Linked DNA regions of Mus musculus: regions 1 and 3 are each linked to region 2. The links are chromatin contacts, called in public capture Hi-C and promoter capture Hi-C maps. All regions are on one chromosome and are shown on one strand. The core of a region is the stretch at or near the end of the contact, and the rest is flanking DNA. Distances in the headings are between cores, read along the strand shown. Region 1 holds the start of Armc7 (armadillo repeat containing 7). Region 2 holds the start of Myo15b (myosin XVB). Region 3 holds the start of Ten1 (TEN1 telomerase capping complex subunit).

Region 1 (3,383 bases), core at 757-3,256, 380 kb before region 2:
AGGTATCAACCCTGAGGCAGAAACTGGCTAAATCGGCAGCTGCTGCTAGCCTGAGCCCATGGCCTGGAGCTATGTCCACTTACTCGCTTCTGGTGCTGGTCTCTGAGGTCATCTCTTAAGGCTAGCTGTCATCAGCCCAGGCTTGTCGCAGCAGGGTACTCCAGGGAAGGGGAAAACGGTCTGAATTATATACAAAAACATTCCCTGCCGCACGGGTCATGAACTCTGGACTAAGAAAAGCGGAAACCAGGCCTGAGTAAATTTCCTCCATTCCCTCAGGCTGGCAGGAACTTCTTGGGGTTGTTTGTTGGTTCAGGCTCCACCAGGCTCCAGCAAGAAAACCTTATCAGGAAAATGATTTTATTTTCATGACTGACGCCAGCCATCCTCCTCCACAAGTCCATCTGGCATGAATAAGCATCTTTAGGAGGCGATCGGTTCCTCTAAGGTGCTGTCACGAGTGCCCCCTCATGGTCAAAGGAAGTACTGCAGCCGTGCATTTGCTGAGTTGCTTATGTTCACTGTCTCTAGACCTTGGGTGGAGACGGCTGAGTAGGTAAAGGTGCTGGCTGCATGCCGACAACTTGAGTTTGATTCCTGGGACCCACATGGACAAGGAGAGGCCCCACTACCACAAGTTGTTCTGTGGCGTGCCCATGTGCGCGCACCATACACACACACAAATAAACGTTATTAAAAAAATTTTTTTGGCCTGTATGAGATGCCATCTTCCAATTGAAGTCTGCCTCTCTGTCTAATGTCCCCTACTGCTTTCCGGATCGCAACTCAGAACTGAGCTTGACCCCACCCCCACCCCCCAAGGAAGTTTCTACTCTGAAGGGCAAATGCCAGGGACCTATTTTTCATTCTAACAGAAAACAGAGTTGGGGCTGGCTAACAGGCCCACGTCCAGGAAAAATAGAATCTGTGATCCTCCAGCTAGGAAATTTTCATCACACTTGCCCGTTGGTAATAATGGCATTAATCTGAGGGCAATAAGCAACGAAGAAATGAGGGTGCAAATGTAGTTTAGTCACGTACATCAAACCTTCACTTCCATCTCCAGCCCCACCCATGCCCAGGTGTGCTGTAATCCCAGTTCTTTGGAGCCTGGGGCTTGGAGACAAGATGGAAGCAAAGTCTACTCTTTTGTAGCCAGGATCTGCTTTGGACCATCCCTGGAAAATTTTGAGGGGAGTCTGCAAAGTATTTGTTCTGGAATCTCAAAGGCTCCAGGTCCCCAGGTCTTTGATGTTCTGACTAGTCAGACGCTTGGCCATCTTGAGCTGAGATGTAAGAAGTCTGCCTAGCCTGCTTCTTATAAAACCTAAAGGGCACAGAGTTCTCACGGAGCAACCTTGGTTCTCAAGCATCCAAACTAAGACTAAAACTCTTGCTCTTGGTTGATGTTGGGCATGGATTGATCACTGGAACTTAAACCCCAGAGGTGGGGGCCAGGGAAAGGTGAAGTACACAAACCATTCTGCTGTGATTCAGGTCCCTGGTACCAAACATAGTACATGACCCCTGACCCTTGCCCTAAAAACCCTTACTGCCTCCATCCTCCACCTCCACCACAGCACGGCAAAGCTGGGCCCCTCCCTGACGCTCCTTGTGACCCTAAGATTGTGTTTGGGGTTTGATGGATGTTCTGTTTTGTTACCAGGGTCTTGCCATGTAGCTCTGGATTGCCTTGTAGACTAAACCGTCCTTAAACTCCGTGTTCTGGGATTAAACTACTATCATGTCTAGATGGCCTGAAGATCCGTCTGCCCGGCTGTCAATCCATCCACCATTCTCTCTCTCCTTTTCTCCTCTTTCCCTCCCCTCTCCCTTCCTCTCTCCTTCGACGCATCCCCGCTGCGGCGGCTGCGCAGTGGAGGGTTAAAGCCTCCAGCTCTAGAAATCCGGAGGGAAGCCCAGGAGGCGCCCAGTAACCACGCCCAATCCCGTCCTGGTCCCGCTCACTCCGTTTCCTGGGGCGGGGCTAGAGAGACTTCCGCCCTGAACCAGGAAGCGGTGCAGGGAGTGTGGTAAGGGGGCGTGCCTGCCTTCAGTTCCGAAAAGCCACAGCGTCTCGCCCGGGTTGAATTTTGGTTTTCAGATCCGGCTCAGACAGGATCCTGAGACCCCTGGCCACCCCCACAGCTCATCCCCAGCTGCAGACGCGGATCTCAGGACAAGACTGGGTTTGCTGCCGCTCTGTCGCCGCCGGGACAGGTCAGGATCCAGGCCTTGTGGCCTCTACCGGAGCTCCCAACTCCGCCGCCCCAGCCATGGCACAGAAACCCAAGATAGACCCCCACGTCGGGCGGCTAGGCTACTTGCAGGCGCTGGTCACAGAGTTCCAGGAAACCGAGAGCCAAGGTAAGAGGTGTAGCGTGGGCACGAGGGACCCAGGAGGGTTCTGACGGCAGCCGCCGCCGCACAGGTCCGACCCCAGGGCTGCTTCCCATTGCAGATGCCAAGGAGCAAGTCCTCGCCAACCTCGCCAACTTCGCTTATGACCCGGGCAACTACCAGTACCTACGGCAACTACAAGTCCTGGACTTATTCCTTGATTCTCTGTCGGAAGAGAATGAAACCCTAATCAAGTTTGCTATTGGTAAGAGTTAGGCTGCCCCCAACCCCCGTGCCCGCGCGCCTCCCCCCAAGTTATAGACTAGAGCGACTTGAGAGTCAGGCATGCCACTCGCCTATAAAACTAGCATTACGGGAGGCTGAAGCAGGAGGATGGTTGCGACTTGGGGGCCAGCCTGGGATTCAGAGTAAGACACTGTCACTAAACAAACTAGTGTTTGGGATGGGATCTCATCTAGGGCAGAGCTGCCGTGTGTGGACCACCTACCTTCTCCTCCTCCACACATTATCGGGGTCACAGCTCATTCCAAACAAGTCGTGTCTTTCTTCCTCTTAGAAAAGAGATAATAAGTGAGGAAATGGGGTGAAACCTCTTTGAAAGAAGTTTAGTTTTTTGTTTGTTTGTTTGCTTGATTTTGATTTTTTTGAGACAGGATTTCTCTGTGTAGCCCTGGCTATTCTGGAACTCACTCTGTAGACCAGGCTGGCCTTGAACTCAGAAATCTGCCTGCCTCTCTGCCTCCCAAATGCTGGGATTAAAGGTGTGCGCCACCACTGCCCGGCTGGAGCTTGCCCTTGTATTGTTTACTGTCAAGAGGTGCAAAGGTAGCTTAGAACTCCTATAGTTGGGTTATTGTAAGGCCGTTTGAATTATTCAAGGTAGACTCTTTTACATTTGCTGTGTAGGTGTGTGTTTGCATGTGTGTGTGGATGAGTGTGAGTATGCATGTGCACCAGGCTGTATGCATGAAATTTGTCAAGAGTCAGTTCTCCCCGAGTACAGTGGTACATGCCTTTCATCC
Region 2 (3,351 bases), core at 695-3,194:
CCTAAGGTCCCAGGAACAAACTGAGACCTTATCTGCCAGAGTTCACCCTGGGGGAACGAGTGGGTTTATTGGATTTCCTAGTAGAACACAAGTGAGGGGTAACCTCCCCTCAACAGGCCACCCCTGAAAAGCCTTTATGAGAACTCCTCTGTAGTAATACAGAGGCACATGACCTGGTGGGTGCAAGCAATTAGGGCATAGTTGGTAGCAGGAACACCTGGCTACTTGGTTGAGGAACACCCCCCTCCCCCAGTTTAGCTCTGGCTGTCCTAGGACTCGCTCTGCAGACCAGCCTGCTGGGAACTCAGAGATCCACCTGCCTCTACCTCTGAGTGCTGGGGTAAAAGGCCTGTGCCAGTACCACAGCCCACAAACTTCAGTGAAAGAGAGAGAGAGAGAGAGAGAGAGAGAGAGAGAGAGAGAGAGAGAGAGAGAGAGAGAAACACCATCAGAAGGAGCTTGATAGCACAGGCTCACTTGGGAGGCAGTTCAGGCTAGCCTGGTCTACATTGCGAGTTCCAGGACAGCCAGTACTATGTAGAGAGACCCTGTCTCAAAAAATAAAAATTAAAATAAAGGTAAATAAATATCCACCAAAGGGCCTACAAGTTAGCTCAGTGGCACTTGCCACCAAGCCTGACCACTTGGGTTCAGTCTCCAGGCCACACAGGTTGGAAGGAAAGAACTGACTCCTGTAAGCTGGCTGCTGTCTGATCACACTCAAGGACTGTGGTATGAGAGTACACAGTGTGCAGGTGCATGCAGGCGTGCGAGCAGGTGCGCACACACACACAAAGAAATACAACTAAAAATCCACCAAGATCCCAGCACTTAGGAGGCAGAGGCAGGCAGCCAGCTGGTCTAGACTGGTCTACACAGTGAGTTCCAAGACAACCAGAACTGTACAGTGAAACCCTGTCTTGAAAACAAAACAAACAAAAATCTATCAATAGCAACTAGTTAGACTACAGTGCATGAATTCGTCATGATGCTGAACAACTGAAAAGACAGAGGAGAGAAACTAAGTGTTTTACAAAACCCCGGGGCCAGGCAGGGTGGGGAGGCCTTTCATCCCAGCACTTTGGAGGCAGAGGCAGGCAGATCTCTTAGTTCAAGGGTAGCTTGGTCTACAGAGAGAGTTTCAGGACAGCCAAGGCTACAAAACCCTGTACCGAAATTAATTAAAAGGGCTGGAGAGATGGCTCAGTGGTTAAGAGCACTGACTGCTCTTCCAGAGGTCCTGAGTTCAATTCCCAGCAACCACATGGTGGCTCACAACCATCTCTAATGGGATCTGATGCCCTCTTCTGGTCTGCCCAAAGACAGCAACAGTGTACTCACATACATGAAATAAATAAATACCTTGTAGGCAAGCCTTTTGAATGAAAGAGCATTGCACAGTATTCTCGATGGGTGGCAGTATTGTAGCCAATGAGGTTTATCGAAGACGTGATTATTGCTAATTGAAAAAGCAGTGGGGGGAGAGGGGCTGGAGAGATGGCTCAGCAGTTAAGAGCACTGGCTGCTCTTTCAGAGGTCCTGAGTTCAATTCCCAGCAACCACATGGTGGCTCACAACCATCTGAAGGGAATCCAATGCCCTCTTCTGTTGTGTCTGAAGACAGCTACAGTGTACTCATATAAATAAATATATCTTTAAAGATAAAAGAAAAAGCAGTGGGGAGGGCTAGGCATGTAACTCGGTTAGCAGAGGACTTGGCTGGAATCCACAGGGCCCTCCTCAGCCTTGTAGGGAAAAGATCCAGGAAGATCTCCTGACAACTAACGGTACTACTCCTTTGGGGCTGGAGAGCCAGCAGAGCAATGCTGGAGGACACTGGCTGCTCTTCTATAGGTCTGGGATTTGATTCCTGTCCCCCATGAGTCTAGTTTCAGTCCAAAAGTGTGCACAGTTCAAGGTATATACTCGTATCATATCCACTTTTTAGTAAGTTATATTTCACAACGGAAAAGAAGAGAACGCCCAAGTGTCCCCTGCCCAGTCCCATAGCCACAATCCCTTGTCTCCTGGAGAAGCCCCCATGTAAAACAACTTCATTCCGCCCCTCTTGGCAGGCCGGTAGTGAGGCTGAAGTAGAGCCTGGCTCCTCAGTCTGGCCTAGTGCCAGGCTGACCTGCCTGGCAAGGAGTCATGGCGTCGTCGCCCTGTCCATGGCCTTTGTCCACAGCGGCAGCGTCTCCTCTTTCCTCCGCTTCCACTCCATTGTTGACCAACCGGGTCAGGACCCGCTGCCTCCTGCATTATTGATGATGCTGCCCAGGAGGGGAGACTCCAGGAGGGGGACAGATTGAGCCCATAACCCTGCAGGAGCAGAAAGCATCTATAGCAACCGAGGCCTCAGGGCACCCATGGGCAGTCAGATCAGATCAGAAGGCAAAAGGATCAGGACATCGGGAAGTCAGTCATGGGCAGAAGTAAGGGCAAAGCGCCCCACCGCCGGCCTCGACCTGGAAGACCAGCCTCAGCCGAGCTGGAGTCTGGGTCCGCCAGCGCCGACTGCGCCCCAAGCCCGGACCGCAGGCCTGCCCGCAGCAAAGCCCGCAAGAACAAGCCCGCTACGGAGCACGAGGCCACTGGAGGCAAGGGGACCGCTGGAGGCCAGAGGAAGCACACCGGAGAGGGGAACCACCGCTGCAGAACATCACAGGAGACCCAGGAGAGGCAGAGCAGCTCGCAGCGTCTGAGACACGGACCCACGGAGAGCCGTGACTCCGGGGACAGTTGTGGGGAGCACACGGAGGAACAGGGAATCCCCAGGGAAGAAGTGAGGACAGGCAAACGCGGCCGCCGCAGGAGAGGAAAGGATCGGGGACCTTTGACTCGGCGAGGTCACGGAGAGACTCCTGGCAGGGATGGGGACACGTCGGGCGGGGATGGTGGCAGCTCGTGTCTGGACAGTGAAGCCCGCGAGGCCCAGGACAGCAGCAGCCAGGGCGGTGGAGCCCCGGAGCGGCCACCCAAAATGGAACCTTCGGATCCCAGGTCAGAAGGCGCTCCAATCAGAGGACCCAGCTCAACTCAGGTACAGGGCAAATGCCCTGGCAGCAACCATCCAGGCAGCGAAGGACACGCCTTGGAGCTCCAGAGCAAGGAAGGGTCGTCGGGGACGGGGCCTCAAAGAGCGAGTGACGATTCCCGGACAGATACAGACTCGAGCCCCGGGTGGGCTGGGCACAGACATCTCCCACAGAAGATCCCAGGAACCTCAAGTGGCATCCCTGAGTCCCAGGAGATAGAGCTGGGGAGGGAAGCTGCAGCCTCCAGCGTCCCCAGAGGCTCTCAGAGTCCCCAGGACTCTAGCGCGATTGTAGACACCAGTGATGTCGGGGC
Region 3 (3,346 bases), core at 564-3,063, 340 kb after region 2:
TGGGTCCCCTGAAGATCAGACGGTGTTCTTAACCACTGAGCCATGTCTCCAGCCCCCTTATGTATAACAGAAAAGCAAAGTGCAACAGATGAGCGTCTGAGAAAAAGCGGCTTTCCTCAACCGCAGACTAAAGCGGGTTTTCCCGACCGGCCAGCCAGTAGGAAACGCCAGCATTCCATCCGACAATGCGACGTTCTTAGAATGTGGTTCTGAGAATATCGGATTCATTCTGAGGTCTGACAGGTTCTCCACGGACTCTCACACTTTCTATTACTTTATACTCAAACTACCCATTACATAAAAACAGAATCTGATAGTGTTCCAAAATAGTTCAATGTCTGGTCTTGCAATACAGTTCCTCAGAAAATCAGTAGGCGGATTTCGCCACCCCCTCTCTGTTTTGTCTTCAGTGCTGAGACTCAAACCCACAGCCTTGAGACACTAGGCAATCTGTGTTCCACTGCGCCACACCTTTGGTATCGGGAAGCTTTCTTACAAAGTGAAGGTTCACTTTGCACTTAAAGAACTTTCATAGGGATGTTTGGAACAAAAAGCTTTTTTATTATTTGCCTCTCTGTCTCCCCCATCCCCCCAGCGGGCTTCACTAGTGTTTGCCCGGCCTTCTGGCCCACCCTCTCCCACAGTTTCGCCATGTAACCCTGGCTGACGAACAGGAACTAGCTCTGCAGACCAGGCTGGTCTCAAAATCAGAGATCAGCCTGCCTCTGCCTCTGCCTCCTCCGAAGTGCTGAGATTAAAGGCATGGGTCACCGTGGCCCAGTTCAAAAGAACTTTATAAATTAAAGTTTCATCTTATTGTGTGTGGGGGTACAACAGCCACCTCTAGCAAATGGTCAGAGGACAATCTAAGGGAGGTGACTCTCTTTCTACAAATTGAAATTAGATGATTAGGCCAGGTAGCCACCTCACCATCCCTTAAAGTTTGTTAAAATTAAAAAAAAAAACAATTTTGGGCACAACCGTTCATTATTAGCATTTTTACAACTATGCTATGCTATCCTACTAAAAGATCTAGATGCAAAAGTAATATTATTTTTCACACATAAAATTGAATCATGAAGTATTCAATTTAAGCCTTTAAACGACATGCGCGGTAAGAAGACCTCCCCAGACTGCAGCTGTAGTTTGGGCATACACTAATGTGCTAAGATACACCTACTTTTTAAACCACATGATTTCTTCAGGGTCTGCGATGCCAAATTCCCTCATCTTCTTCACCATGGTGGCACTCTTCTTAACAGCCACCTCGTAACGCTGGCTTCGAGTGAGGAAGTTATAGTCCTCATGTTGGAAGTCTGGATCGTTCAGAATCAAGTTCTCTGAAAGAGGGTTAAATGACATCAAGAGAAACAGGTACTCACCCTCCCTGACTCCCATCAGATTAGAACAGAGGACGTTCCCCTCCTAATCCTGACACCGGACGCCCATCGAAGTAGGGGTCCCCGCTTCCCCTCAACTCCAGAGGCCCCAAATCCTCATTCACGGGGGTCTTTCGCCTGGTTCGGTATAAGAGGCCCGGCCCTCCAGGCTCACCGATTTCTCGACGGCGCCGGGTGTTCTCCGGACTACCATCCAAGATGTGCGTGATTAACTCTGGATTGAAGGTGGCGGCGGCCCGCTCCTTGCGCAGATCGGGATTCATGACGGAGACCAGTGCTGGGGGCAGAGGAGGTGGCGACAGAAGTGACAGGCACCAAAGCGATGACAACCTGTCTCCGCAGCTCAGGCGCCGACCAGGCCCTATGAGCGGAGCGAGACAGCCCTCGGCCCCGCCCCCTCGAGCCGTCCCCGCCCCGTCCCCGCCGCCACTCCTCACGTGACCGGCTGCAATCCCCGACGCTGGTACCGCCCGCCGGACGGACGAATCCCCTGCTGCGGGCCAGGGGAGGTCCCCGAGCGGCTCCTCGCCAAGGAAAGCAAGGTAAAAGGTCAAGGGACCGCAGTGGCACTGGAAAGGGAGTGGGGCTCTTCCCGGACCTCACGTCTCCAGGTTCACGTGATCTTTCCGGGAGGAAAAGAGCCCTGGAGACGCGCGCAACCGATTGGCCAGGGCCTTGAGGGGCGGGATTGCGCCTGCGCTGTGGGACTCACCTCCTTTCAGGCTAGGGCGGTGGGTGTGTGTGTGTGTGGGGGGGGGGTCCTCTCACCACAGTGTCCCCGGAAACCAGAAGGGAATGGGTGTCAAGGGTCTCGGGCGGGGTGAGGAGGCTAATAGAGGAAAGCTGTTGATTTTACTGGAACCCAAACAAATTGGAGCGAAAGGGTAACAGGACAAAGGTTACGTTCGGGAGACGGTTCATTGTCGTTGGCTAAAAATATTGCCGACTTGACTGACGTTAGAGACTTGGGATGCAAGGACCTGGTCCTGCGGAGCTTCCGGGTTTATGCACTGGGCCTGGATTTAAAGCGAGAGGGAACAGGTCCAGTTTCTCTACATTTTATAGCCCAAGTCTTTTCCCACCTAAACCGGCAGGGCAGGTCCTAGAAATTTTGAAATCTAGACTTTACTTTGCCATATCATTATCGTCATCGAAGATGTACCTACGCCTAAGAAGTTCTAGCGTAGGATTTATAACAAAGAGTTCCTGAGCCTCAAAGACAGCCAGTTTTCACCAGTTTGTTTTTTAATTCTTCCTTAAAAATTGCTAAGTAGTAGGCTGGAGATGTCGAGCATGCACTAAAGCCAAAATATAATCTCAAAGCACAGCATAAACTGGGCACCGTGGCACACACAGGCTTGCAACTTCAAGTGGAGGTCTGAGGATCACGAAGTCCAAGATCATTATCAGCTATATAGAATCGGACTGAAGGCAGCCTGGGCTGTGTAATGCCTTGTTTCAAAAAGCCTTTAAGTGCTAAGTAAAATGCACTCTTTCTTCATTTGATTTCATGCCACCAAAAAGAACTACGCCGGTAGTGGCGCACGCCTTTAATCCCAGCACTGGGGAGGCAGAGGCAGGTGGATTTCTGAGTTCGAGGCCAGCCTGGTCTACAAAGTGAGTTCCAGGACAGCCAGGGCTACACAGAGAAACCCTGTCTCGAAAAAAAAAAAAAAAAAAAAAAAAGAACTACATTTCTTCATTACCTCTCTAACTTGCCCTTGTAACAACATATGTAAGACCCTTTTACAGTAACGGTGCTGAGAATGGGTTAAACGAATGAAGGCTTTAGCCTGAATGCAAAGTTAATGGAGCCCCCAAAATTCAATATTTTAATGCACTTTCTTTTCTTTTTTCTTTTCTTTTCTTTTTTGTTTGTTTGTTTGTTTGTTTGTTTTGTTTGTTTTTCGAGACAGGGTTTCTCTGTATAGCCCTGGCTGTCCTGG

The links. Promoter capture Hi-C pulls out the DNA fragments that hold promoters and counts their contacts. Capture Hi-C pulls out chosen DNA fragments and counts their contacts.
Region 1: a contact with region 2 is called in a capture Hi-C map of embryonic stem cells, with 2.3 times the contacts expected there. The contact joins the promoter of Armc7 here to the promoter of Myo15b in region 2. A contact is called at or near these places in 2 of 39 promoter capture datasets (liver and pre-B cells), 1 of 484 Hi-C or Micro-C datasets (embryonic stem cells), 1 of 115 datasets of contacts at active chromatin or transcription factors (pancreatic cancer cells) and 2 of 9 other capture datasets (embryonic stem cells and liver).
Region 3: a promoter capture Hi-C map of pre-B cells shows a contact between it and region 2, with 2.6 times the contacts expected there. The contact joins the promoter of Ten1 here to the promoter of Myo15b in region 2. A contact is called at or near these places in 1 of 39 promoter capture datasets (pre-B cells), 1 of 484 Hi-C or Micro-C datasets (embryonic stem cells) and 1 of 115 datasets of contacts at active chromatin or transcription factors (large pre-B cells).

The regions. Positions count from the first base shown.
Region 1 is chr11:115,473,661-115,477,043 of GRCm38.p6, forward strand. Armc7 (armadillo repeat containing 7) reads left to right here and starts at 2,007. Exons shown (of 3, transcript NM_177778.5): 1 at 2,007-2,367; 2 at 2,462-2,605. The coding sequence starts at 2,277. It overlaps Slc16a5 (solute carrier family 16 (monocarboxylic acid transporters), member 5), which reads left to right. Exons shown (of 4, transcript NM_001080934.1): 4 at 1-738.
Region 2 is chr11:115,855,981-115,859,331 of GRCm38.p6, forward strand. It overlaps Myo15b (myosin XVB), which reads left to right and starts at 1,945. Exons shown (of 64, transcript NM_001384233.1): 1 at 1,945-3,351. The coding sequence starts at 2,426.
Region 3 is chr11:116,197,042-116,200,387 of GRCm38.p6, forward strand. Ten1 (TEN1 telomerase capping complex subunit) reads left to right here and starts at 1,814. Exons shown (of 4, transcript NM_027107.1): 1 at 1,814-1,942. It overlaps Acox1 (acyl-Coenzyme A oxidase 1, palmitoyl), which reads right to left and starts at 2,004. Exons shown (of 14, transcript NM_015729.3): 1 at 1,555-2,004; 2 at 1,181-1,340. The coding sequence starts at 1,663.